2 separate regions of the Anas platyrhynchos genome follow, and region 2 is linked to region 1. Evidence: chromatin contacts called from public Hi-C data. All regions are on one chromosome and are shown on one strand. Each heading gives the region's core, a stretch centred on a gene start, on an enhancer-like site or on the middle of the called end of the contact. The rest is flanking DNA. Distances are from core to core; before and after follow the strand shown. Region 1 holds the start of GABPB1 (GA binding protein transcription factor subunit beta 1). Region 2 overlaps HDC (histidine decarboxylase).

Region 1 (3,945 bases), core at 847-3,346:
CGCCCAGAGCAGCGCTACCCACCCAGGCTGTTTCTCTCCTTCAGCAGTGGGGGTGGTTAGAGCGGCTGGAGGTGAGCTGTACTCTTCCCTGCAACGTGCTTGAGTAGAACAGGGCCAGGCGAGGGTTGAGTTTGTCTTGGAGATTCTGTACTTCTAGAGATGGCAAAGGAAGAAAGTCCTAACACCATTTCATGCTGCAGGATCCTCTGTAGAATGAAGCCTGCAAAAGACAGATCCTCTTCTTCAGGAAAATCAGGTGGCTGTGACACAGGGAGGTCATGAGGGTGCAAAGAATGGGAAGGACGCCTGTTGAGTGTCACACCAGCTGTTGTGCAAAATGGACTCCCAGTCTGTTTTGTCCAAAGGGACCTTTTACTGCTTCTCTTACACAGAGAAATAGTTAGAAAATCCTTTGGTCTTACTTGTACCATACATACAAGCTGTATATAACCAACCATATATAGAATGGGGAGGCCTGCCTGTACAATTAGTTTTACCATATTCAAAAACTTGTTAAAACATGCTAATGTGTTGATTGGGTTATAACATGCTGTGGTGTTGCCTTAAGTTAAAACACTTTTTCCTATCGTCATATGTTACCGTACGGAAGTATTGAATAAATGAAAAAAAAAAAAGAATTTAAACAGTAGAAATCTGTGTTTTTTAATGTATTAAGAGTATTTACTTACACGCTAACGATTACTATCTTGTACAGCTGGGTAAAACAAAGTGGAAGAAATGACATACTTTACAGATGTGAATTGTGTTTTGACTTGCTTATATGAGACATCTTTCTCTTAAGTGCAGCTTTGGTGAATTCTGTCTAATGAAAAATTAGAAGTATTCTAAAGAATGAAGTTGTGATCATGCTACTGAAAACTCATACAAAGTGCAAATGGAACCCTGACTAAAAGAAGACTGGATTCGTCACCTCTGTAAAAGATTGTCAGTAGTACATTTTTTGTAGTACTGCTGCTAATATCACTGAGAATTCCCACTCCTTGGTGCAGGCCTGTAAGGACATTGCGCAGAAAAAGTTACAATCTACTGCTACTGTGTAAATGACAACCAATGATATGGCAAGATAAATACTTCCCGAGACACAAAATACTTATCAGCACTGGAAAAGAAATGTGATGAAAGCTGGATTTCAGGTTTCTACGCCCATGACAAATGCGACAGCCCGCCAAAGTGTCTCGGCTCGTTCTCTAGTGCCCCCTTTTGGCTGCCAGTCCTAGGAAAATAACTAAACTGGCCCGGATGACATTGTCAACAGGTCCTTGAGTGAGGTGACAACATTTAAAGAAGGATTAACTGAGTTTCCAGAAAGCACAGGGAGAATTCATGCCTGTAGCCTAACTCAAAAAGTGCTGCAAAAAGCAGGCAGAGCCTGGCCGACTGTGACAGTGCAAGCACTGCCAATGCGCTGGCCAGGTGGGTTGCTGCCTCCTCATATAGGAAAGGGGTTTTCTCTCTTGTACCGAGCAGATCTGCTTTGGTAGCGCCTTGAGGATCCAGGGCTGGGGTATCTATGAGGCGATGTTTGCTCTTCAGAAGCTGATTTGCGCTTTCTCCAAAGCTGTGTTAGATAACTCAAGAGCAGAAAATAATGGGTTTGTAAAGACTGATACAAATATGCATCTGAGGAAAAGTATCTAGAAGGTATAGTTATCTCCAAAAATAACAAGGAGAGTTTTATGACCAACAGCCTTTGGCTGAAGGATATAGATTATGGGACCTCCACTTTACCACGGTCCGCAGTTTTTGCACTGTAATAGTTTTGGTGAGAACCTGAGCATGACCACTTTCCAACAGGGTTACAACCAACCAGCCTAGAGGCGTTTCAGGGCCCACAACACCATCTCCACAGCGAGCCTGGGGCTCGAAGCCAGATCAGCCTGACAGACCAGCGAGACCTCAGGCTCATTCCAGAACTATCACCCTCCCTCCCCGACCCCCACACCCTCCCGAAGCCCCCCTTCTCCCCAAGAAGGGGCCGCAAGGCGGTACACCCCCCCCGCCCCCTTCACGCCCGCGGCGGGCCGGGAACATGGCGGCTCCGTCCCGCCGCCCGCTTCCCCCCGCCTTTCCCCGCGCCGCCGCGCATGCGCGGCAGGCGGCACCGAGGCCGTATCCCTCCGCCGCTTCCCCCCCACCCCCCCCGCTCCGGCCGGGGCGGCGGTGCCGGTGTCAAAGCCCCCTGCCCGCCGCAGGGTAAGTGCCGCGCGCCCCTCCCGCCGCTGCCCGCTCGGTCGCCTCACGGTGAGGCGCGGCCCGGCGGCGGCGGCGAAGGAAGAACGGGGGGGGGGGGCGCAGCGCGGAGAGCCGCAGCGCCCCTCCCCGCCCCTCAGCCGCCGTGTCCTTCCGCCGGGCAGCAGCGGGGACTTTTGTGTGGGGCTTTTGGGCGCCGATGAGCGGCGGCCTCCGGCGGCCCCGGGTGTTGCGGCGGCGGCGGCGGGCGGGCCGGCGGCACGGTAAGGCTCCCGGGCCCCGCGGCCCGTTTGATCCCCAACACCCTTCTCCCGGGCCGGCTCAAGCTTTTCCAGGTCAGTCAGCGCCTTTGTATAGGGCCCCGTTACCGGATGTGGAAGTCGATCTCTTCGCTGGTAAAAAATAATTCCACTTCCCCCGGAACCCGGCGCCGCGGCTCCCTCCGCAGCGCCCAGCCCAGCCAGGATTTCCTGTCGGGGAGAGCGGGCGGGCCGGCCGGCCTTCCGGGGACCCCGCCGCGAGGGGGGCGCGGGCGGCGGCCGGGCCCCGGGACCGGGCCTCGGCCTCGGCCTCGGCCTCGGCGGGCCGCGGCCTGCTGCGGGGCAGGGGCCGCCGTGGGGCCGGGGCCGCCCGCTCTGAGGCTGTGCGGGGCGCTCGGCTCGGCCCCGTGGGCCCGGGTCTCGCGTGGGGCTCGGGCCCGGCCTGGCGGGGGGCCCCCGAGCTGCGTGGGAGGGCTGGGAGCTGGAGGGGGGCCCGGGGGGAGCTGCTCCGCCAGCCCCTTGGGAAGGTGGTGGAGGGGGAGCGTGGGGTGAGGCTCGCTGCTGTGGGGGCTCGCTGCTCTCCCCGGGAATCCCAATGGTTCCCATTGAGCAGCCTGTCCGATGGGACGCTGCGGGAAGGTGCCGTAGGAAGGCTTCCTCATTCACAGCCCTTAACTTCAAGCGGTTGCGTGGCGGCCTTCAGCCTGTTTGCTAAGGTGGATTTTATTTAACGGCGAACGCCGCATGGTAAATGTGCTGATAGTTACGAGCGCAGCCATTGGAGGCCTTTGGCGTAGTGGTTTTTTTGAACTGTCGGTGGGTTTTGAAGCGCTTATAAGGTTAAAAGCTGTTTGGATGAGGTGCCTGTAGGGGTGCAGAAATCTGCTACGAGTAAGGTTAAGAACATACGTGGCAGACCCTAATGATCGCTGTACACCAGGTTTTGACTCTTTCCCCCCCGACCGACATTCTTTCCTAAAAGCAGTTTATTTGCAAGCTCTCTCCTTCAGCCCATTTGTAAGAAATTGTCAAGGAAGACTCTTCACAATAAAAACGTTGCTTTAATTAAAGAGACTGGTGATTTTTGTTTCAAAGTATTTTTTTTCCAGTTTTGGTGAATGAGACAGATTTTGAGGTTGTGTTATGGTTCACAGGCAACATCACAACCCCGTACATTCTGCATGTCAATCATACCTGCTGTAATGTAACCTCCTTGTTATCCAGTGCCAAATCTATCTGTGAAAGCTTTGTAGTTTGTTGGCAGTGCCAACCCAAATCTTGGTGCCAGTGGTTCACCCTTGTTGCATAATAATCTTTTTTTGATGCTGCAGATGTTGCGTTTTGCCAATAGGGGCCAAATCTTTGTTCTTCCTTTTAAGAGCAGGACTTTTTAAAAAACCATTTGCATTGTTTAATGGAATTACATTGATTATTGGGAACTAATTTAATTTAATTTATGAATGTAATTGGAATA
Region 2 (3,945 bases), core at 1,001-3,500, 35 kb after region 1:
TGCAAATGCTAGAATCCTTTCCAGGCTGCCGGAAGAGGTGATGATGCTCAAAAAAAGTGCCTTCAAAAAATTAATTAAGTTCTACAGTGTCCCAAACTTTCCAGAGTGTAGCATCCAGTGTGGCCTTCAGCTGCCTTGTTGTCCTCTGCAAGCCATTGTTTAACAAGTAAAAGATTGGTGCTTAAGAGCTCCCCAGGTAGAAGGAGAACCAAAGTTTGCTTATTCATATGCAATACTATGTGTTATTTTGTTCAATATGTAAGCAGTGGTAATGACCACCGAGAAAATTCTTGTGCTTTTACTGGAGTAAAACCTTGTGTATTTATAGATTAAAATGTCAAATAAATCTTGTAGACATGTAACATTAAACTCTCTGGTTTGTAGACTATAGTAAAGAAAACGCAAACTTCTGCTTTGTAAATTGTCCTTTCTCAGGATTGAGAGCTGGTAAGCTAGAAACATTTTGACAGTGTACGTTGGCCTCAACAGGGTGTTAACAATTTAGTTCTCCTTGCACCATTGATTATTTTTTTAATGCATTAACTTGAACTCTCTAGGCTGCTGTGAGGATGTGCATGTGCAGACAATGCCAACATCACTTCTGAATTGTGTAAAGAGGAGGATGTAACCTTTCTGAGAGATTTTACTCTACTAGAGCAATTTTCAGCTTTTGAGTTTAAAAACAGAGCAGCCCTGCCATTCCATCTGTTAACAATGCACATGAGGCTTTATGTAAACATGTTTCAAGAAAACAAGAAAGGAATTGCCCTAAAACTGTGTTTGTGTCCATCTGATTAACTCTGAATTGTCCTAGTGCAGTCCATTTGAGAAACTAATTCAGGAAGGGGAGCACCTGCTTATATGCTTTTTCTAGTGTGAGTGTGTAACAGTCAATTGAGACTGAAGTACAGAAGTGGATAGGTCAGCAAAGTCACTTTTGTGAAGAGTGGAGATGTGGAGGATGGAAGGACCCTCAGGGCAGGCAGCTTAGAAAACATAAAACTCAGGAGGAAGGGAGCACAAAAATGGTAGCTAAGAAATGCAAAGGAGAGGAAAAGCCAGGCACGTGTAGTTGGAAAAGTTCTGCTTTATTAAGTCAATCTCATATTCATGTTTATTTCAAATACTGATATTTGCTAATATTCATAAATGAGATTTCTCAACACAGTTAGAATAACAGATCCTTCAAAACTTGATTATTATAAAACACATTTTTTGACATGCTCACAATTTGAAGTTACTTTTTTTTTTTTTTTTTTTTTTTTACTGAGTTATAAATGTCCTGAGTCATTTGTACTTACAGATTGGCTTTGTCATCCAGAAAATACAGGCAATCTTTAATGATTGCTGGATTGAAACCCTCCTTCACTAGTCCTACCTTATAGTACTTAAGAGTTTCTGTAAGTTCAATGGCACTCTGCAAAACAAAATTACACTTCTACTTACTTACATCATTATATAATATGGAATCAGATTAAATTTTCTAGGTTTAAAGAGAACCATATTAAAAAAAATAAATAAATATACATGTAGAAATTGAAGCCTTACTAACCTTATGCAAAAAGGGAGCATTCTGTCCCACTGCCTAGCCTAGGATGCTTGCTCAGAGATCTCCCTCACATGTCATGATCCAACAAAATCAAAATTATCGCAAGTATCTGTTTTAAACCATGTTTTGCCTGTAAAACATTTTCATGTGTGATTTCATTTATTGCCAATTAAAAGCAATTTGAACCACTGATGGAAGGCAATAAGGTTGTCATCCAAAGGGTATGAGGTGGGCACAGAGATACATAGCTGGGCCAGCAGTGTCTCCAGGGATAAGAGGGAGTAGACATCTGGTGATTGTACCGGTATAAATAGCAAAGCACCTGAGCTCAACTCCTGTGCCTTGTATGCGATCTGACAAGCACAAACAAGGCTCCGATTATTTGTCAAGCTTCTCCTTTCACCTGACGTTCCTCAGCCCCTCAGCCCCCGCGTTCACCTACGGGAGGACGGGGCACAGCCGGAGCCCCCCGCCGCAGCCCACCTTGCTCAGCACCCTCGGGACCGACCCCAGGCCCCCAAGAAGGGCTCGGCGGAGGCCTGAGGGCAGCGTTTTCCTCCCTCGGCACCTGATCGGGGCCGCCAGCAGCCCCTCTGCTCTGGAAGCAGCTTCGCAAGGGCTGCCCCGGCCGCCCCGACCTCCCGGCCCCGCGCTGAGGGGAGGGCAGAAGGGCGCCAAACCGCGCCGGGCGCTGAGGAGAGGGCGGCCCAATCGCCGCGCCCCCTGGCGGCCGTCGGTCCTCTCTCGGTCCCCGTGTGAGGCCGGGCGGCGCGTCTGTCCTCGGCGAGGGGGCTCCCTCAGCTCTGGGTGCAGCCTGCCTCAAGGCACAGCCTGGCAGCCTGTCCCCGTCGCACCGTGGTACCAGCAGGTGCTGACTGACCTGCACCGCCAGCCCTTCTCCTCAGGCTTCAGTGCCCTCGGATGAGACTGGCATCTTCCCTTGCGAGTGAGACCGGTGCTGGTTCTGACGGCGGAATGCAGCCTGAGGGGGCTCAGACCACCTGGAGCTTCAGCCTCCAGCCATCAGGGATGCAGGCAGCCAAGGCTAGTCAGGGATCCCACCGAGAGAAATTCAGGATGAGGCAGACAAGTGGTGAGCTGCCTTGGAGAGCGGGTACCTCACGCTCCCTGCCTCTCGGGACGTACCAGCCCTCGCGCTCTTCCTCACTGGGGAGTAAATAGACCAAATAGGTAAACAGGAGCTGGTTCAGCTGAAAATGTGAGGGGTGATTTGTTTTATTGATTTATTTTTATTACGTTGAAACAAGTAAAAATGTTTATTCGTGTTTTAGATGCACAAAAGGGATTTACAGCCCCAGTCTCTCAGTCTTGCTCCTGCCCAAGGCTTGGAGAGACACTGGTTACTCTGACAGTCCTGAAGTAAGATTTTTGCCCTTCTGACAAGCCTGCAACCACTGCTTTTCTCAGTGAGGTTTAAGCAGCTGTTGCTGTGAAGAAAGATTCGTTCTTTCCTTCCTTCACTACCAAGTTTATTGCCTTCTCAGTCACAGTTTTCTGCTTTTCTGTGTCAAATCTGGTACTTCTTTACCCACAAGGCAGTAATTACGTCAGCATTACTAGGCACTATACTTCTTCAGTTCCTGTTATTTTCTCTGTTTACCAAGCCCTAGCTACCTATGTTTATACTATTCCTTCTGTTACTTTTGATTTAATGCTAAGATTTGTTTTGCTCTCTAAAATTATGAGGCAAAGTCCTCTTAGGAGTGAGTCTGTGCTACACACACTGGGACGATCTGGTTTTCTTCAGCAATCCCAAGGGGTTGAGGTGTGTTAGTCCACTGTTAGATACAGTTTTGTGTGTTCAAGTATTTCTTATTAGCATAGAAATTTTAATAGGTAATTAACTGCTATTTCATACGTCATTTGAGGCTAATATATCATGAAATGTGCCACACACATGACTTGGGTTTTAAGTGTTTGGTGTTTTCCTGGTTTTTAAATATTTTTTGTGGGGGAATTGCTGTTCCAGGAATCTTAGTTTACCAGTCCAAGTATCAGTTTAGATACTGTTAGCCTAAAGACAAGAAGTGCTTTTTTGTTGACTTGTTTGCTAGTTTAATAGGTCAGTAAACCCTCTTTAATAACCTCCCCACCCTTTTTTTTTCCAATTAGCTACTGCAAATCTAGACTTATTCTAGAAAGCTGACAGAGTCTCCTGTGACTAGTTAACATGTGTTTAGCGTTACAAGAAGCATGTGTGCCTGAGGCTGTGCCAGAAAGTGGTCAAGGGCCTCACCCACTGCAGGCAGTCAGCAGTGCTGGCTGTGCTGCCTGTTGCCCCTGGGTCAGGCGCTGCAGAAGGCTTCTTGGCAGTGTTTGATGCTGCCCAGGCACCTCTGCAGAGCCCCCTCAGCCAGTCTGTGTGGAGACAAGAG

What was found. Hi-C and Micro-C count contacts between places; a contact is called where the count stands out from the background.
Region 2: a Hi-C map of liver shows a contact between it and region 1, with 2.7 times the contacts expected there. The contact joins the enhancer-like site here to the promoter of GABPB1 in region 1. A contact is called at or near these places in 2 of 8 Hi-C or Micro-C datasets (liver and subcutaneous adipose tissue).

The regions. Positions count from the first base shown.
Region 1 is chr11:14,751,110-14,755,054 of IASCAAS_PekinDuck_T2T, forward strand. It overlaps GABPB1 (GA binding protein transcription factor subunit beta 1), which reads left to right and starts at 2,097. Exons shown (of 9, transcript XM_027466338.3): 1 at 2,097-2,214.
Region 2 is chr11:14,786,376-14,790,320 of IASCAAS_PekinDuck_T2T, forward strand. HDC (histidine decarboxylase) reads left to right here. Exons shown (of 13, transcript XM_038184893.2): 13 at 1-1,739. The coding sequence ends at 163. Among named protein-coding and RNA genes, the nearest start is that of GATM, 13 kb to the right of the region's middle. Within about 2 kb of position 2,251, at least 2 of the 8 cell types and tissues checked have an H3K27ac peak or open chromatin away from gene starts, as enhancers often do. A contact at or near this core is called in subcutaneous adipose tissue, where this site is marked.